Linked DNA regions of Macaca mulatta: region 2 is linked to region 1. The links are chromatin contacts, called in public Hi-C maps. All regions are on one chromosome and are shown on one strand. The core of a region is the stretch at or near the end of the contact, and the rest is flanking DNA. Distances in the headings are between cores, read along the strand shown.

The links. A called contact is a pair of places that touch in the nucleus more often than the background predicts.
Region 2: a contact with region 1 is called in a Hi-C map of fetal cortex germinal zone, with 4 times the contacts expected there. The contact joins the promoter of KLHDC2 here to the promoter of DNAAF2 in region 1. A contact is called at or near these places in 5 of 14 Hi-C or Micro-C datasets (CD4 T cells, fetal cortex germinal zone, fetal cortical plate and 2 more).

Annotation. Positions count from the first base shown.
Region 1 is chr7:122,852,180-122,854,879 of T2T-MMU8v2.0, reverse strand. It overlaps DNAAF2 (dynein axonemal assembly factor 2), which reads left to right and starts at 1,447. Exons shown (of 2, transcript XM_002805231.4): 1 at 1,447-2,700. The coding sequence starts at 1,447.
Region 2 is chr7:122,997,447-123,000,146 of T2T-MMU8v2.0, reverse strand. KLHDC2 (kelch domain containing 2) reads right to left here and starts at 1,423. Exons shown (of 13, transcript XM_077940970.1): 1 at 1,371-1,423.

The DNA.
Region 1 (2,700 bases), core at 198-2,697:
ATATACATACATACACAAATGAATAAATGGTGTTGATACAATTGCACAACTGCTTTCTAAAAAGATTTTACTAAAGTCTACTCCCACCCCAAGGAAACACAGTAACTATAAGGATCTTTGCTATTTTGGTAGTTTAAATGTGGTATATTTGCATTTTTATTATTAATGTAGTCTTATATGTTCACGGGCCACTGGCAATTGTTTATGAACACCCTGCCCATATGTCTTGCCCTAAATGAGTTTTTACTGGGTAAATATTATAGTGGAATCGCCAGAAAATGCAAAGGAGGAACACTGAGATTGAAAGGTTGGCCGGGCGCCATCGCTCACGTCTGTAATCCCAGCATTTTGGGAGGCCGAGGAGGGTGGATCACCTGAGGTCAAGAGTTCAAGACCAGCCTGGCCAACATGGTAAAACCCCATCTCTACTAAAAATACAAAAATTAGCCCGGCGTGGTTGCAGGCACCTGTAATCCCAGCTACTTGGGAGGCTGAGGCAGGAGAATTGCTTGAACCCGGGAAGCTAAAGCTGCAGTGAGCCAAGATCTCGCCACCGCATGCCAGCCTGGGAGACAGAGTGAGACTATCTCAACAACAACAAAAAAGATTGAAATGTTGGTTTAGCAAAGTGAAAAACGCAGATAAACTTAGGTTTGGATTCGCCTGTTGAATACACTGGCTATGTGACCTTGGTTCAACTTCTCAGGTCCCATCTTGTTTGTGAAAGGGGGATGAGGTTTTTATCTTTTAGTGGTGTGAGCAATGAATGGGATAATGCACGTAATGCTGGAAATTATGACAGTTACTACGATAGTTATTCTGCAGAAGTAAGTAACTGCACTATGGCACAGGAATCTATAAAACAGAGAAAGTACAGCGGTGAGTTAGTTTGAAGAATCTAAGAGGGCTATTTCTGGCATTTCCACTATTCCACCATTATTTCCTTTTTTTTTTTTTTTTTTTGAGACGGAGTCTCGCTCTGTTGCCCAGGCTGGAGTGCAGTGGCGCGATCTCGGCTCACTGCAAGAGCTCCGCCTCCCGGGTTCACGCTATTCTCCTGCCTCAGTCTCCCACGTAGCTGGGACTACAGGCGCCCCCTAGCCCGGCTAATTTTTTTGTATTTTTAGTAGAGACGGGGTTTCACCGTTTTAGCCAGGATGGTCTCAATCTCCTGACTTCGTGATCCGCCCACCTCGGCCTCCCAAAGTGCTGGGATTACAGGCCTGAACCACGCGCCCAGCCTATTCCACCAAGATTTCTACCCCTCCTCCCGAATGTTAGTGGTGTCACTATGGCAACAAGCACGCGCTGCTCAAGGCTCAATTTTCCAGCCGTTACTGATCTCCACCGCGTCACTCTCGGCTGCCAAGAGACTCTGAGGCGGATCCCCCAAGCCAGTCTCAGATTGATCCCCCTTGGCCAGAGGGCGAGAAGCCACAGGGCAGTATGGCCAAAGCGGAGGCCTCCTCGTCGCTGGAGGACTTAGACCTGAGTGGAGAGGAGGTCCAGCGGCTCACCTCCGCCTTCCAGGACCCGGAGTTCCGGCGAATGTTCTCCCAGTACGCCGAGGAGCTCACCAACCCGGAGAACCGGCGGCGCTACGAGGCGGAGATCACCGCGCTAGAGCGTGAGCGCGGGGTGGAGGTGCGGTTCGTGCACCCGGAGCCGGGGCACGTGCTGCGCACCAGCCTGGACGAGACACGGCGCTGCTTCGTGAACGTCTGCAGCAATGCGCTGGTGGGCGCGCCCAGCAGCCGGCCCGGCTCCGATGACGACCGGGGAGCAGCTCCTGGCAGTCACTGGTCCCTGCCCTACAGCTTGGCGCCAGGCCGTGAGTACGCGGGGCGCAACAGCAGCCGATACATGGTCTACGACGTGGTCTTCCATCCAGACGCGCTAGCGCTGGCCCGGCGGCACGAGGGCTTCCGCCAGATGCTGGACGCTACGGCCCTGGAGGCAGTCGAGAAGCAGTTCGGCGTGAAGCTGGACCGCAGGAATGCCAAGACCCTGAAAGCCAAGTATAAGGGGACCCCCGAGGCTGCGGTGCTGCGCACACCCCTGCCCGGGGTCATCCTGGCCAGGCCTGAGGAGGAGCCGAAGGGTCCTCTCCCGGACTTCCCCTACCCCTACCAGTACCCGGCAACCTCCGGGAACTCTGCAACCCACGGGCCCCGGGTGCCCTCCCCTCCGGAAGCGGCCTTGCAGCCCGCCCCCACTGAGCCCCGCTACAGCGTGGTGCAGCGCCACCACGTGGACCTCCAGGATTACCGCTGCTCCCGGGACTCAGCCCCGAGCCCCGTACCCCATGAGCTGGTGGTCACCATAGAACTGCCGCTGTTGCGCTCGGCCGCGCAGGCGGCGCTGGAGGTGACGGGAAAGCTGCTGTGCCTCGACTCAAGGAAACCCGACTACCGGCTGCGACTATCGCTCCCGTACCCAGTGGACGACGGCCGCGGCAAGGCACAATTCAACAAGGCCCGGCGGCAGCTGGTGGTTACGCTGCCAGTGGTACTACCGGCCGCGCGCCGGGATCCCGCCGTCGCCGGCGCAGTCGCCGCCGCCACGCCGGAAGAGTCCTTGGACCCGTCCGGAACTGATGGCCAGGCCTGCACTTCCGTTCACGAGGGGGAGGCGGGACCCGTGGGGAGTCCCGCCGAGGACGGAGGCCGCGATACCTGCGTGGCTGGGGCTGCGAGCTCT
Region 2 (2,700 bases), core at 174-2,673, 150 kb before region 1:
CGGGCAGAGTCTGAGGTGGGGCGCGCGACGGAGGCGGGGAGCGCCCTTGGCGGGCCGCTCTGGCCTCCCCGCCTGGCCGCGAACCCAGACCCAAGTCACAGCCGAGCGACGTCTGCCGCGGCCCGGCCACTCACTGACCTTGTAGCCGCCCCAGACGAACATGTGGCGCCCGTCGCTGACGGCTACGTGGCCGCTGCGCTCGGCGGGGCAGGCGAGCTCCATGGACTCATAGCTCTCGAAGGCTGGCCCCGGCAAGTCGTCCGCCCGCATATCCTCGTTGCCATCAGCCATCTTGAGGCTGCACTTTTGCTCACCAGGAATGCCCACACCCGCGAGGGGCCAAAGAAACAAAGGAAAAGGAGAGAAATGCACAGTGGCGCGCGGCAAAAAGAAGGCGGCGGCAAAAGGGACGGCGTTAAGGCCTCTTTGCCGCCTGCGCTCGCGTTTACCAGCCTCCTCGGCCGAGGACGGCTCTCCGCCGCCGCCGGGGCACGCCTGCAGACAGCGGGGCCGCGAGCGGAGCCAGGCGGCGGCGGCGCGGGCCCGGGACCCGGAGCACGGCGGGGAAGAGATCCGGGTCTGGCCGGCTCCCTCTTGCAGCCCGTCCGCCCCGCCTCCTGCAGCCCACGGCCTTGTTTACGCCCCGACCGGAAGCCGCCCGTTCCTCTGACGCCGCCCGCCGAGCTCCGGAAGCGAGGCTGCCGCTCAGCGCCCCCAGCGCCGAGTCCTCCCGCTGCCGCTGCCGCCGCCGCCGCCGCCGCCGCCTCCGCCCGCGCCACAGCCTACGGCCTGGGCACCGCAGCTCTGTGGGGCCCGGCGACTTCCAGTCGCGCTTCGAGTCTCCTTTCGCCGAGGGAACCACAGGGATAATGCCCTGAATCGGTCCCTGAAAGCTGCTGAATTTTAGCCGGATTCCTGCAATTTTTTTTTTTTTTCTTCCCGAGAATTTCTATTCGTTTGATTGAGGGATGATCTCAGAGGGTTCACAGCCCTGGCAGGGGCACCAGAATTGCTCCACTAGCAAGTTTCTGGTCTCGCCTTAGAGTCGATGCAGGCCCTGCTGTCCTGCGGGCGCGAGGGCAGGCGCTTAGCTCTCACGCGGGGCCCCGCCCGATCCCCGGCGGCCTCTCCCGAGCTCCCGCCGCCCCTGCCGGGCGCCGCTTCTGCAGGAATCTGTCGTTGCCGCCGCCGCCGTTGCCGCCAGCCGGGCAGCAGTGTTGGGTTGAAAAGCGTTTCCGAAGCCGTAATCACCCTTTTCTTCAGAGAGGAAGGCGGATCCTTTTCACGCATACACAGCTTTCTTTTGTTTTATATGATACCTTTCGATTGGGCCAAAAGAAAATTACGAGTTACCGTACTTGATACCTCACCTGTAAAACAGGGTGGGACAAAAATACACCTTAAATTCCTGATCTCACAGTGCCTCTAGAATTTATCGTGTTTGGTAGGAGGGGCGTGCTTCATTATCTCCATTTCCCTCATCTTCTGGTTGGGAGCACTCCATAGAAAATGAATACTTTGACCAATTAAAGCCTTTTCTTTTTAATTATTAAAATGTTTATAGCCTGACACTCCTCCCCTAGTGGACCAGTGTGTTTACTTGAACTCAAGAACTTGAAAGTTACTTAAGAGGATTAATTAAAGCCTTCAACAAGGAAGCAAATCACCTTGAGGCTGTTAAGACCTTATCTGCCACCCATCCTGGTTGGTGCCCTCATCTGTCTGGCTCACAGGATTCTTGCAGCAGTGCCTTCTCCCAGTGCAATTATGCTCACTAGACTGCGATTATCGAAGTTCCTTGTGAACCAACCTTGGGAATCTGATCAAGTCACTTGAAAACCTTGTGCTGGCTCCCGTCGTCCTTAGTAGAATCCAAATTTCAAATCTCGGCTGGGCGCGGTGGCTCACGCCTGTAATCCCAACACTTTGGGAGGCTGAGACAGGAGGATCACCTGAGGTCAGGAGTTCGAGACCAGTCTGGCCAACATGGCGAAACCCCTTCTCTACTAAAAATACAAAAAAATTACGCAGGCGGGGTGGCCGGTGCCTGTAATCCCAGTTACTTGGGAGGCTGAGGCGGGAGAAACTCTTGAAGCCCGGAGGTGGAGGTCACAGTGAACCGAGAGGGCATGGTTGTACTCCAGACTGGGCAACAAGAATGAAACTCCGTCTCAATAATAATAATAATAATAATTCATATCACAGTGCTGTGCAAGAAGACTCAGCATGGTCCAGCCCCAGCTTGCCTTTCCAGCTTCAATTCCTGGCTGGGTCCTCCTTCCAGCTACAGCTACATTACCCTTCTATCACCTTTTTGTTTGTTTGTTTTTGTATTTGAGAGCAGTCTCGCTCTTGTCCCCCAGGCTTGAGTGCAATGGCTCGATCTCGCTCACTGCAACCTCCGCCTCCCAGATCCGAATGATTCTCCTGCCTCTGCATCCCGAGTAGCTGGGATTACAGGTGTCTGCCACCACTCCCGGCTAATTTTTGTATTTTTAGTAGAGATGGGGTTTGGCCGTGTTGGCCCGGCTGGTCTCGAACTCCTGACCTCAAGTGATCCTCCCACCTCGGCCTCCCAAAGTGCTGGAATTACAGGGCCACTGCACTCGGCCATAACTTATTCTTCACCTCTCAATTCAGTTGAAACTTCCTTGGGGAAACCTTTCTGGATGCCCCAGTCTACTTTTAGGTTCCCTATTA